Regions from separate parts of the Mus musculus genome. Here all the other regions are linked to region 3. Evidence: chromatin contacts called from public Hi-C data. All regions are on one chromosome and are shown on one strand. The core of a region is the stretch at or near the end of the contact, and the rest is flanking DNA. Distances in the headings are between cores, read along the strand shown. Region 1 overlaps Plekha5 (pleckstrin homology domain containing, family A member 5). Region 2 overlaps Plekha5 (pleckstrin homology domain containing, family A member 5). Region 3 overlaps Pik3c2g (phosphatidylinositol-4-phosphate 3-kinase catalytic subunit type 2 gamma).

Region 1 (4,726 bases), core at 2,115-4,614, 700 kb after region 3:
TGCCTCTGCCCCTCTGCCTCTGCCTCCTCTGCCTCTGCCTCTGCCCCTCTGCCTCTGCCTCTGCCTCTGCCTCTTTTAAAAAACAAACAAACAAAAAGCAAAACAAAAAGTACTGCTTGTCTTGCAGAGGACCTAGGTTTGGTTTGGTTCCCAGCAGCCACATGGAGGTTCATCTCAGGCAGTGCCATACACACCTGCAAGCAAACATACAAAATAAATAAATCTAAAAAAAAGTTGTCTTAAAGAAAAAATGGAACAGAGAGATGGCTGAGCTGTTAGAGGCTAGGTTCACCACCAAACTGCCAGAAAACAAAGGACAGCAAATGCTGGGGAAATGTGAGGAAGCTGTCTCCATCCCTGCCAAGGATGCACACCACAGCCTGGACGTTAGGCTCCCAAGGAGACTCAAAACAGGGCTTGTGGCCGACAGCCACGCCAGCTAAGGAATGGGACCAGCCTGGACGTATGTAATCTGATAAGTGGCAGATACACCGTGGATTTCTTTTTGTCAGACCTAAAGAAAAATTAAATCCTGACATTTCACATACACACAAATAGATGGAACTGGGGAGGTCATTACATTAAATACAATAAGGCTGACTCTAAAAAAAAAGCACTGTGTGCTGTCTCTGAAGGAACGGAATCTTGAAAAGGAGGAAACGGTATGGAGAGTGGATGACTGCGGTTCCTGTGTTAGTGCTGGAGATGTAACTTAGTAAAACACTTGCTTACCATGCTTTTGGCTTCAATCTTCAGCACTGCCAAAGATTTTTTTTTAATGATTTATGTATTTATTATATGTAAATACACTGTAGCTGTCTTCAGACACACCAGAAAAAGGCATCCAATCTCATGACAGATGGCTATAAGCCACCCTGTGGTTGCTGGGATTTGAACTCAGGGCCTCTGGAAGAACAGTCAGTGCTCTTCACCACTGAGCCATCTTACCAGCCCAGATATTTTTATTTTTACACAAAATAAACCATAAAGTTTTCTGAAACCTTGGGAGGTTTTAAGTATACTGATAATGCCATCACAAATCTCCTTTAAAATGACGATGATTTTGATTTTAGGAGCTGGAACGAGCCTGGAGAGAATATGACAAGTTGGAATATGATGTGACTGTTACCAGGGACCAGATGCAGGGTCAGCTCGACCGCCTTGGAGAAGTGCAGGTAGGAAAGGCTTGTAGTCTACCTCTGTAGCCTTCCCAGGCTCAGGCTGTTGGCCTCTGCGGATACACAGTGGAGTGTCTTCAGTGACAGGACTCTCACTCTCCCACCATGTTCCCCGTCTCCTCTATAAAACCTTTGCATCTTACGGGACCCTGGTGAACCCTGAAGCATTTGTGCTTCTTTGTGTTTAGTGCAGTTCCCTCAGCGCTCTCAGTACTTAGCTCTCTCTCAGTACTGTGTGCTCAGTCCTTAGCTCAACTCTCAGCACTTACTATAAATTAGGTTCAGATTCTTCGCATGTCATTCTGTGACTGCTAACACACAGTTGTTTATTATATGCACTATTTTTTTCCTCTAATAGTATCTTACTTGTAGCTCTTGCATACTAAGGTAATAAATATGCCCATCAGACCTAGTTGTCAGATAATATTTATTTTTAAATATAATATTCTTCTTGGGACTAGAGCACTTAAGAGCACTTGCTGCCCTTCCAGAGACCCCGTATTGAAGAGCTCACAACCACTTATAACGCTAAGTCCAGGGGATCCATTCCTGTCCTTCAGCCTCTGAGGTTCCCCACATACGTGGCACACACTGTCTCGCTGTTTGTTCTATTACTGCTACAAGGAGACACTGTGACCAAGGCAAACTATTCTAAAAAGAAAGTATTTAACTGGGGGCTTGCTTACAGTTTCAGATGGTTAGTCCCTGACAGCCACAGGCAGAAAAGAGACACTGAGCCCGCTGTGGCCCTTGAAACCCCACAGCCCACCCACAATGACACACCTCCTCCAACAAGGACACACCCCCTCAGCCTTCCCAAGCAGTTTGATTCTCTGGTGATTAAGCATTCAAATATATGAGCTTATGTTGGCCATTTTCATTCAAACCACCACCATACACACCCACACAAAATATAACTAAACCTTAAAACATGAAACTTGTACAAATTTTAGGTTGCCAAAAACATGTATCTGTACAGACTTTATACTCTACAGGCATGCAAGTTTCTGGCTTGCATGGTTAATCTTCTCTCCCTGTCTGTCGTTTTTCTCCTGAGCTTTCACTCCTGAGTCCTTCTGTGTGCTTTGTAATACTTGAGGCATTGACAGGTTTCAGGCAAATAGACACTGAGAACAGACCTGTAACCAGGAAGGATGGTAAACAGCTGCAGTCCCAGAGTTCAGCAGGCAGGCAGAGCCAGAGCTTAGGCTCCAAACAGTTCCAGGCCAGCAGGGCTGCTTAGTGAGATACTCCCTGTCTGAGTTTGGGTTTTATTGCTGTGAAGAGACACCATGGCCAAGGCAGCTCTTATGAAGGACATCATTTAATTGGGGTTTACATTTCAGAGTTCAGTACATTATCATGGCAGGAAACAAGGCAGGGTGCAAGCCAACTTGATGCTGGAGAAGGTGCTGAGAGTTCTATATCTTGATCTGAAGGCAGCCAGGAGAGACTGAATTCTGCAGACAGTCAGGAGGGGACTCTCTTCCTCACTGGTCAGAACTTGAGCACTAAGAGCCATCAGAGCCCACAACAGTGACACACTTCCTCAACAAGTTAGAGGACTTATGTTATTGTGGGTGGGCTTTGGGGCTTCAAAAGCCACAGCGGGGGCTGGAGAGAAGACTCTGGTTAAGAGCACTGGCTGCTCTTCCAGAGGTCCTGAGTTCAACTCCCAGCAACCACATGGTGGCTCACAACCATCTATAATGGGATTTGATGCTCTCTTCTAGTCTGTCTGAAGACAGCGCCAGTGTACCCACATCCATGAGATAAATAAATATAAAAAAAGAAGCAGCAGCAGCAGCCACAGCAGGCTCAGTGTGACTGTCAGGCACTACTTCAGCACTGTGCCTGTCTGTATCCAGCCATGATAGTCAGGGACTAACCATCGGAAACTGTAAGCAAGTCCCCAGTCAAGTACTTTCTTTTTAGAAGAGTTTGCCCCCCAAAGCAAGCCACCAGGCAGCATTGGTTCTCACCACCCAGCGCTCAGGAGGCAGAGGTAGGTGGATCTCTGTGAGTTTTGGGTTTGGGGTCAGCCGGAGTTACACAGAGAAACCCTGTCTCAGAAAAAAATAAGATAGGAAGAGTTTGGCTGTGGCCATGGTGTTCCCTCTCTCACAGCAACAGGACATTGTATGTGGACAGTGTGTGCCACATGTGTGGATACCTCAGAGGTCATGGACCCTGGACTTTGTGTAACAGGTGGTTGTGAGCTACTAACGTGTGGTTTTTGGAAGGACAGCAAGCTCTCTTAAGTGCTAAGCTATCATTCCAGCCCCAAGACAAATGGATTTCCCTGCAAGGGTCATATAAGTATAACAGAGTCTTGAAACTGTGTGGTTTTAACTTAAAGCATGATACAAAATGTTTAAATAAGAAAGCATGATACAGAATGTAGGCCAGGTAGTGGTGGCGCACACCTTTAATCCCAGCACTTGGGAGGCAGAGGCAAGAGGATTTCTGAGTTCGAGACCAGCCTGGTCTACAAAGTGAGTTCCAGGACAGCCAGGGCTACACAGAGAAACCCTGTCTTGAAAAACCAAAAAAAAAAAAAAAAAGAAGAAGAAGAAGAAGAAGAAAGTGAATGTACCAGAATAGAGTAAAAGTGGCTGGGATGAAATGTTTGTATTGGAAACACACTTACTTACTTCCGTCAATCAAGTGGGGATTGTTTGTTTTTTTTTTTTTGTTTTGTTTTTTTTAGAATTAATTGTTTTTATTAGGTATTTTCCTCATTTACATTTCCAATGCTATCCAAAAAGTCCCCAACACACTCCCCCCCCCACTCCCCCACCCACCCACTCCCACTCCTTGGCCCTGGCGTTCCCCTGTACTGGGGCATATAAAGTTTGCAAGTCCAATGGGCCTCTCTTTGCAGTGATGGCCGACTAGGCCATCTTTTGATACATATGCAGCTAGAGTCAAGAGCTCCGAGGTACTGGTTAGTTCATAATGTTGTTCCACCTATAGGGTTGCAGATCCCTTTAGCTCCTTGGTTACTTTCTCTAGCTCCTCCATTGAGGGCCCTGTGACCCATCCAATAGCTGACTGTGAGCATCCACTTCTGTGTTTGCTAGGCCCCGGCATAGTCTCACAAGAGACAGCTACATCTGGGTCCTTTCGATAAAATCTTGCTAGTGTATGCAATGGTGTCAGCGTTTGGAAGCTGATTATGGGGGATTGTTTTTTATGTTTTAGAATTTAGGAAGTAGTGCAGGAGCCCTGATCCTCAGAACATGTCCCATGCCTGTCAGTGAACCATGAAACCACAAGTAATACAGTGCCTTCCCTCCCTGTACAGGAAGGTTGGGAGGAGGTGATGGGGCATAAGTGTCCTCAGCTCTGCTCCTGGGCTGCGCACGCCCACGCCTGCAGCAGCAGCTGTAACTGAGCAGCAGTTACACGGTAGTGACTCTTTCTTAAATCCAGCGCTGCTGCTGTGCGAGAGCCTTGTGCATGCAGGACAAATGACTTCCTGCCACTGATCTGCAGCCCACCGTTGGCTTGGCTGTATGTGAAACCAGAGAAAGTGATCTGTAGCC
Region 2 (4,713 bases), core at 868-3,367, 670 kb after region 3:
CTAATCCTAACACTCCTGTGGTTGAGCCTGAAGACTGAGAGTCGGAGGCCAGCCACAGAGTAAGACCCTGTCCTCATTTTAATAAAAGGAGAGGGGACCTAAGAGAACAGACATTTGAGAAATAAGAAATGGCAGAATTTGCAAAGATTATAAGGAATATATGCTGAGAAGTAGATACATTTCAGAAAACTTGTTTTGTTTTGTTTTGGGAGAGGTTGGCTGGCCTAGAATATGATATGTAGACCAGGTTAGCCTCAAACTCACTCTGCCTTATAAGTGCTGGAGTAGAGTTGTACCCCACCGCATCCGGCACACGCGAGTGAGTGCGTGCGTGTGTGCACACACACACACACAGACAGATGTTTATTTTATGTGTGTGAATGTTTTACTAGTATGTATATTTGTACATTGTGAACATCCTGATGCCTGCAGAGGCCAGAAGATATCTGTGTTCCCTCTGTGGTCATGAACAACCAATGCTCTTAAGCACAGAGCTGTCTCTACAGCCCCTCAAAACGCAAAGCATAAGCCAGGCGTGGTGCTGCACCCTTGAAATCTCAGCACTCTGGAGGCTGAGACCAATGCCAGCCTAGGTTATTTCATAGTTAGTAGTAGGCCAGCCAGTACTACATAGTGAGACCCATTTGAAAACACTCAAACAGTAAATTAAAATTTTAAAGTAAATTTTACAGCTAGGGACAGAATGCAGTGGTAGAGCACTTGCCTGGTGTGCACAAGGCATGGAGTTGATCCTAACCCTCCCGAGTCAACAGATTTTACATTTCTATAAGTTTTTTTTTGTTCAAATTCATAAAATTCGTTGTAATTTTTTTTTTGGTGGGGGATGGGAGGTGGTGGTTAGCTTGAGACAGGGTTTCTCTGTGTAGCCCTGGCTGTCCTGGAACTTTCTGTAGATGAGGCTAGATTCAAACTCAGAGATCTGTCTGCTTCTGTCCTGAGTGCTGGGATTAAAGGCATGCACCACCACTGTCTGGCTCCAAATTTTTCTTAAAGCAAGAGTTCTTTGAGAAAGTATGTTTTAATTTAAATGGACTTTCCAAGTTACCTTAGGTGCTTTATATTGATAATGTCGCCATGGTATAGTGTGTAGCCATTTCCATGCAGGTCTCTATGTAGTGGAACTGTTACTGTAACGTGTAAGTCCCAGAGCACGTTGTTCTTCAGTTCACTGCAGAAGCTTGTGAGACATGGGGGTGTGTTCCAGCTCTGCTCAGGTACAGTGCCGGCCTGCAGTATCAGAAGCTTCAGGAGGGTGGCTCTAAAGCCTTGGTAGGCTGGCCTTGGTAGCTCTCCCGAGGCTGCAAGCGCACCCCCCTGTGAGGTGCTGCTCACTGTCTCCCACATCCTGTGTGTTCCCTTTCAGGGTTTGCACAAGAGAGAGTTGTGAATAAGGCTGACTTTACCGGATACATTGTAGAGACGTCTGTACAACATAGTGATTGAGTTGTAAAGTACTTGAAAATTGGGAAAACACTGTTCGTTTTTGAAACAGGATCTCACCATGTGGTTCTGACTGGCTTGACCAGGAACTCCTAGATGCCCCTGTCTCTGCCTCAGTATTGCTGTACCTCTGTATCTGGCCTCCAAGACGGTGTCAGAATTGCAAGGTACATGCAGAAATACACACACACACACACACACACACACACACACACACTGACTAGTTTGATGTAGCATTCCCACGGTGTGTGTTGGTTCGTGTCATACACTGTCTGATTGACTTTCACACGGACCACAGTCCTAGGTAAGCAGATTACGTACCGACTGGATGAGAAATAGAGTTTAACTCTTGGACAGCCGGCTGATATACTCTCAGCAGGAAACAAATCAGTGCCTTTGATTAGACAGAAACCAGGAAGCAGCTCTGAGGGCAAAAAGGTTTGGAGGACTAAAGGTCACATTCAGACTGGAGGGTGGCCAAGTTGCTTCCTCTCTATTTAAATCTCAAATAAAACATTTTCTTCTTTAGTTTAAAAGTGTAGAGAGGGTAGCAGACATCGGGGACTTACGTTTTCCTGTGTGGTGTCAGTGAGGTTGAGCAGCCCCTGCACGGACTTTGTCCTTTTCTTCTGTGGGCAGCCTCCCGAAGGCTGGACTGATGGCTCGGACAAGGGTTCTGTCTGCAGGTTCACAGGTTCACAGTGTTGTCGTTCCCCTGGGTACTTGAAGTGTCACATTCTTTGCAGATGGCTCATGGCCTCTTTGAATCTTGGAAAAGTATCATGTACTGTTGTAAATCAACCTTCCCAAAAAACATTTGCAAACTTGTACTGGTAAAAAGAAGCATTGTAATCCATGAAATAACTGATTTCTTCTTCTTTATGAAAGGCTTGCTTTAATTACTGAGACCCTAGTAGGCAGCAGGGGTGGTTAACGTTGGTAGGTCCCTGTATTGAGAGGAACAGAGCTGCAGAGTGTCTGAGTAGCCGAGCCTTGATTGGCCCCAGGGCAGATCATAGGCAGCAGCTGCTGAGTGGGCTCCCTGTGCTTGCCTCTTATGCTTTCTGCTTCACACTAAATCACACTTGGCTGAATTTACATTTCGTTAGGACAGCAATCAATGGAATATTTTATACCTCTGAAAAGCAGGTCTCCTAAAGCTAGACCATGTATGAGACCACAAAAAAAATGAATTTACTTGTTAATAACCGTTTTTCTATTAGAAGTCCCCCAAAGTTTCAAAGAGGGCGGAACCTTTCAAACTCGTGTCCATAGCCAGGCTGATGGGAACACTGCGGGTAATAGCACAGGAGGGCGTGGCAGTTGGAGCAGATACAGCGGCTCACATGCCAGTGATGCTTCAGAGACTGACAAGTGCTGTCACTGCACATTGTGCTTTGCACTATTAGTCGTCTGGGGTATTTTAGTCTGGCGATTCATGTGCCTTCTCATGCTGATACAGTTCCATGGTGGCATTCTGTACTTCTGTACCTTCTTAAGGAAGGCATGGTGGTTAAGTTGAGATGGACACTCAAGTGCCAGAGTGGAGTCTTGGATGGAATCAACTTCCCCCGGCTGCCATACCTGAAGAGATGGGTGTGGGGCTGCCAGCTCTTCATTTGTGACCCTGATCTCTGTCTTTTGTCTTATCAAAGAGAGGAGGGAGGGAAGTCTAATTGGGGCCCGAGGGTTGCAACAGGAGAGAAAGCCACAACTGATTGAACTCTGGTCTAGTCACATGACACTGTGCCTCTCTCCACTCCCAGAGTTGGTTGCTCGATGATTGGCCTTAGGGGGTGGGGCCACTGACAGCATTGCAAGAGCCTGAAAGAGGAGCCAGAATGATGGAGGAGATGTTTACTCTTCAGGAGAGATGACTGAAGGGATCAGACTGTTTGAATAGTAATGAGTAATGTGACCTTAGGCTCTAGACAGCTTGGCAATAAGCTCTCTTGTAGTCTAGAAAGCACAGTGGCTAGAGAGGACTCGTGTGACTACCAGACAGTGGGGACACAAGGCACCCACAGCCTTTTGAGCTCACTGCTTCCTAAGCTCTCTGTCTTCCTTATGCTTACTTCTGTTTTTTATTTTCATTTTGGGTATGAATATCATGGGTGTTGGGCCTGGGGTTGGGGGTGCCCAAGAGGCCGAAAGCTGAGGTGGATGTGAGTCACCTCATGTGGATACTGGAAGAGCAGCAAGCATTCCGCTGCTGAGTCATCTCTCCAGCCCCTGATGGCTTTAGTTTCAATTAATTCATTATAATAGAGAAATAATTTCATGCACAGCACACATGTCTTTAGCAGATGTTTTTTAAAAGAAGGAATTTTTTTTTCATTTATATATAAATGTCTGGAAATTGTTACAAGTAGGCATTTTCATTCACAAACTCTTATTATGATGCCAGACATTAAAAGAATATGGATATGATAACCTGGGTAGCCTGGAGCTTGCTATGCAGACCGCACTGGCCTTGAACTCACAGAGATCCAACTGCCTGTATTCCCCCCGCCCAAGTCCTGGGGTTGCAGGTGTGCGTGCCTTCCTTCTCTGCCTTTCCCTCTGCATTGCAGTATTTTCCATAATCACAAAGAGAAGGTATATCCCTCCAAAAGAGAACTTCTCACTGAATAACAATAATATAATTTTACATACCAGTAAGAACTAACTAACTGTAGTGTATGTGCCTCATAGCCAAGTGTGCACCCAGTCGTTACATGTGGTCCCAGTCATATCTGTTGAAGGACTTTGGGGGTTTTGTTGTTGTTGTTGAAAGGTCCTGTCCAACCCAAGCTCCCTTAGACCTGCCGCATGCCTCCAGAGTGCACAGGTGCCACCACAGCTGCTGGAACAGTATTGACGCATTGCTGCCAGTCACAAGTCCGTGTCAGAGACTCTGCAAGAGCCAGAGATGGCTCAGCAGTTCAAAGTACTTGCTACTTCCCAGAAGACCCAGGTTCGATTCCCAGCACCATGTTGGGTGGCTCACAACTGCGTGTAACTGCAGGGGCAGTGGATTTGACTCTTCTGTCCTCCTTGTATGTGCTCCGGCACACACATAGCATTCACTCACACAGACGAACACACACACATATATATATATACAATAAAAAGACATCTTTGGCTTCTTATTTATCAGCCAAAGAATTAGATTATTAAGGATAGTAAAATAAGGGCTGGAGAAGTAGGTGCCTCAGCAATTAAGAGCACTGAACCTATGTTCTGTTCCCAGTACCCACTTAGTGGCTCACA
Region 3 (4,597 bases), core at 352-2,851:
GGGTCAGAAGTACAAGGTCATCTTTGGTTACAAAGCAAGTTTAAAGCCAGCCTGGACTACATGAAATCTTGACTCAAAAATCAATCAACCAACCAATCAAAGCAATCAATTAAAAAATGAACTGACCATTACAAGATCACGCACTCACATGTAAAATTCAAATTAGTATTCATTAAAACTGAAGGGTCAATTTCTCAATTTTACTAATTACTTCATAATTCAGGGGGATTTTTTGTGTTCTTTTGGTTTGGTTTGGTTCAGTATTTTTTTTTTATTCTGTGATAGGAATTGAGCCTGCATCTCTCCTACTGAGTAACATCCCCAGGCATCAGGATCTCCAACTGTAGCCAGGAATTTTTCTTTATAGATCTTTGTTCTAGTTCCCAATTCTCTTTTTCTCTATTGCTTTTATGGGATGGCTTACAGCTCATAACAAGCTAATTCTATGACACAGAGAAAACTAACTCTACAAGCACTAAATCAAGGAAAATGACTTTATTTATATAATGAATTTCTAGGCACTATCAATTCTCATGTACTGTCAAACTCTGGCATGATCTAGTTGGACTCTCCCAAGATCTTACTCATGAGTCCATGAGCTCTCAAGAGCCTACTATGTGCTAGGAACTATTAATGAGAGGATAAAATATAAAACCTAGAGACTTAAAATTTTAAGTTGAAGAGTGATGATAAAATTTGTGCATATAAGTAACTGAGGATCCCAGCATTTGTAAGTGAAAATCATACTGTACTGGAGTGCACATACTGGGGTGTGTGGTTCTTGGTTTCTAGCCAGTTTCCCTGTTTTACTCCAGTATGTACATACTCTAGTATATAAGAGTCCTCTGTGACTCTTCAGATAAAGTCTTCAGTGGTTATTTCAGGACCACACACTGTCTAGCTAAAACCTCTTTTAAATTAAAACCAAATTTAAATTTGTAAAAAAAAAATTCTGCTTTCTATATACACATTTAATATGACCTTTTTCTCCATTCTGACTCTTGTGTTGATGTCTTTAAGCACAGTTCAATGCACTACACCATGACCCAGTTACAAGTTGAGAAATGCCTGGCCCGGGTCATCAAGGCTGGCTTCTGCAAATGATCAATACCCAGGATCATGAGGCACAGGCGTGCAGTCGGTTCAATGTGGAGTTAATGACCCGTCCCCAGCAGAAAGCATCTTGTTGCCAGATATCTGCTGTGCTTTTGTTTCCACATGGGAAAAGCAAGCAAGGAGTAATCTATGTAATTCTCATCTTGCTTAAAAGCAACATCTGTAGGAGACCCAAGTGTGCTCCTGGCTGAGTTCACCAATATAAAAGCCTGTGCCTCCTCAGCTCTTCTCCCATTAAAAAAATCAATATGAACTATTATGGAAGACTCTCAAAGAACACAGGGACCATTCACCGGCTTCAAATGTTTATCACTCCCATTATTATATCAGAGATTTCCCAGCAGAAATCTTTCTCGATTCCCTATATGGTAAGGAAAGAGCACTGCTTCCCTAAGCGAAGCTATTAAAAGAGAGCTGGACTTAGTAGCAGGAGAATAGAAACAAAACAAAACTCCTGTCCTTAAAAACACATGACTCATCCATCCAGTGTTGGCTCATATCTGTACCAGCTGCCTTTTCTCTTCCTGCTGCCCCAGTTACACATATCACCCATGCACTCTGTACAAAAACACTGAAACACAGTTGCATTGGATCAGATACAGCTAAGTGGAAGATGATAGATAGATAGATAGATAGATAGATAGATAGATAGATAGATAGGTGGCTTTGTATTTTATTGTATTATAAAGACTCAAAGACTCCTTTCAAAGGAATAGGACAGGAAACGAGACTTGTTACATATATTCAGTCATATGATGGAAAGAGAGTTGGACTCATCGGTTTTGTCATAGTATGCATGTGTCAGCAGATAGATAGATAGATAGATAGATAGATAGATAGATAGATAATAGATAGATAGATAGATAGATAGATGATAAAAATATATAAATTGGCAGAGGAGAAAGTAAGTATACTATGTGACCCAATAAAAATATTTGACAGAGTCCTGAACAAGCTATTGTGAGTCCAGAGAGACTAGAATGTAATTCAGACTCCACAGAACTCTGTTCTTAGCAAATAAATGTTCATGCAGTGGTTAAAACAAGAATCTTTCTCAGTCAGTCCATAGACATCTCTGAAACATCCAGTGCTAGACAAGAAAAAAGCTAATCTAGATTCTACTTGCCATAGGAAATGTGTAGCTCTAGAGCTGAGTTTTGTTATTTAGTAGTATTAAGTTTGCCATAGTGAGGCTTTAAAACATAATAATACTTAGTGTTTCTCTAATCATTTATTCATTCACCTATGCAGTCATTATGCACTAGATGTTCAATAGATTCCACTTGCTAAAAAAGCACCATGCTAGTGCTTAAACAATTTCAATACAAAGTAAAGGTCCAGTTGTCTTCTCAAGGAACTTCATATCTGACATGAACAAAAATGATCAAAACTGGAAGATAGGACTTTAAAAGTGGTCAAAGTAAGATAAAGACTTCCAATAGTCAAGAAAGGAAAAGAAAAGGTATTCTTAGCCAGGATATATATACATAGTTATATAGTTATATAATTATGTAGTTATATATAGTTTGAGAGAGAGTTATATATAGTTATATAGTTTTATAGTTGTTGAAGAATTAACTAGATCATATATATATTTATATATATATGACTGATAAGAGTTTCCAAGTTTTACATTATGAAGGAGTGTAAAGACAGAGTACAGACACCACTGAGTAGTGCATAGGGAGATGAAAAAATGACCAAGTGTTTGTAGTGAAGAGAGTACCATCATTTTGCTCAGATTTTGGGCTCACAATTCAGAAGTTATGACAGTAATTTATTTCCACCATCAGGTGTAAAGAAAAGTTAGCGAAACCATTTAGGCATCATATAGATGTAAATTGCTGTGATAATGCCTGCAGTGAAGGCTGGGAAGGAATGTAGCAGGCTGCTAAGTGTTTTTAATGAAATTAATAACTGCTGTAGAGAATCAGAAAAAAAAGAGAAAATGAAACATGGCTTTCTTCCTGGTTGGGTATTGACACCACTGTAAATCAAGATAAGAAGCAGGGATGAGGAGAAAAGCCAGGAGTGAGGAGAATTTGCTCGTTTTAAACCATGGTTCCAAGAACTGGATTCAGGTGGTCGGCTTGGACATAAGCACCTGTACCTGATGAATCATCTCCCTGGCCCGGAATTGCTCACGTTTACAAACAGCAAAGTTAAGATGCCAGGAATAACCCAGGAGGGCAGGCAGGAGACTCATCTCTAGGACTGGCAGTGTTGGCTTGGTCGCACTTACTTGTGCTAATGACTCCTCAGGCCACATCTGCAACTGTGGCTTTCAACTGTCACATCTCTCAATGTATCCAACCATTTAGACAAATTCTCTCTGTCTCTGTCTCTGTCTCTCTCTCTCTCTCTCTCTCTCTCTCTCTCTCTCTCTCTCTCTGTGTGTGTTTATATACATATATTCCATATCTATCTCTAGCTCTATATCATCTCTGTCTCTATCTCTATCTCCATCATCTACCTATAGGGATGTATGTATAAAGTTAATAGTTGTTTTGGCATTTGATCCCTTGGAGCAGGAGTGACAATAGATTGTGCCAGTAGATATGGGTGCTAGCAACTGATCTCAGATCCTCTGCAAGAGCAGCACAAGCTCTTACTAGTGAGTGATCGCTCCAACCCCACCTATGTATATTTAAACCCAATATTGTCTCCATTGCACACCACATTCTAGTCCAGCCTCTTCTTTGGCTTCGTGTACCCTATCTTTAATACCAACCATGGTGAACTGTCTTAGTTGTGGTACATGCTGAATAGTACTCTCTTGATTTTAGAATATGTGTTTTAAATCTTTACTATTGCTGAAATGTTTTACTTTGCCTCTGTTTTCTGGCACTCAGACACATAATATTCTGTGTTCTGGTAGATTCACAGGGATTCTTTCTTTTAGCACATCGAGAACACTGTGGTCTCTTCTGGGCGTGTGACCTCAAGCCTTACTGGGCTTACAGTGGCAATAATAGTTGCAAAATCACTTGTTTCCTACAGGAATTACCTATGACTTCACCGGTCCTCCATCACAACATACACACTTCATCTTTATTAATAAGATTAACTTCTCATTGCACAAGTGTGTATTCTAGGCAGAACATTTATCCTATTAGTCATAGGAGTATTGGTAATATGTCTTTCTCCTCCTTCCCTCCTCCTTCCCTTCCTCTACCCTTTCCCTCCTTTTCTTCTGCATCTTAGAAAAATAATAATTCAAAGAGTTTGCTCAAAAAATGTATACAAGTAGAAAGAATAATATCCCTCCACACTACAGTACAATGGAAACAGATATCTTCTTAAAGATGAGGAGAGGAAACTCACAAATCTGTTCTTAATTTCTTTGCTTTAATGATATTTAATGAATATACTTGCCCTTACGCACAGAAAGTTGAATTTGTATAGAGGGAGCCATAGAGTCAGAGAAGTGGTTTTTATGCAATGTCCTTGCATCTCTGACTGAGCCATATCTACACATCTT

The links. Hi-C and Micro-C count contacts between places; a contact is called where the count stands out from the background.
Region 1: a contact with region 3 is called in a Hi-C map of liver, with 4 times the contacts expected there. The contact joins two enhancer-like sites. A contact is called at or near these places in 3 of 484 Hi-C or Micro-C datasets (liver and uterus).
Region 2: a Hi-C map of liver shows a contact between it and region 3, with 3 times the contacts expected there. The contact joins two enhancer-like sites. A contact is called at or near these places in 1 of 39 promoter capture datasets (hippocampal neurons), 9 of 484 Hi-C or Micro-C datasets (cardiomyocytes, cerebellar granule neurons, cerebellum and 5 more), 3 of 115 datasets of contacts at active chromatin or transcription factors (embryonic fibroblasts, fibro-adipogenic progenitors and heart atrium) and 1 of 9 other capture datasets (adipose tissue).

What each region holds. Positions count from the first base shown.
Region 1 is chr6:140,571,792-140,576,517 of GRCm38.p6, forward strand. It overlaps Plekha5 (pleckstrin homology domain containing, family A member 5), which reads left to right. Exons shown (of 31, transcript NM_144920.3): 21 at 1,074-1,175. Among named protein-coding and RNA genes, the nearest start is that of Aebp2, 49 kb to the right of the region's middle. Within about 2 kb of position 3,365, at least 21 of the 459 cell types and tissues checked have an H3K27ac peak or open chromatin away from gene starts, as enhancers often do. A contact at or near this core is called in liver, where this site is marked.
Region 2 is chr6:140,544,949-140,549,661 of GRCm38.p6, forward strand. The region is part of intron 11 of Plekha5 (pleckstrin homology domain containing, family A member 5); the gene reads left to right. Among named protein-coding and RNA genes, the nearest start is that of Aebp2, 76 kb to the right of the region's middle. Within about 2 kb of position 2,118, at least 145 of the 459 cell types and tissues checked have an H3K27ac peak or open chromatin away from gene starts, as enhancers often do. A contact at or near this core is called in fibro-adipogenic progenitors and liver, where this site is marked.
Region 3 is chr6:139,876,875-139,881,471 of GRCm38.p6, forward strand. The region is part of intron 26 of Pik3c2g (phosphatidylinositol-4-phosphate 3-kinase catalytic subunit type 2 gamma); the gene reads left to right. Among named protein-coding and RNA genes, the nearest start is that of Plcz1, 160 kb to the right of the region's middle. Within about 2 kb of position 1,602, at least 40 of the 459 cell types and tissues checked have an H3K27ac peak or open chromatin away from gene starts, as enhancers often do. A contact at or near this core is called in fibro-adipogenic progenitors and liver, where this site is marked.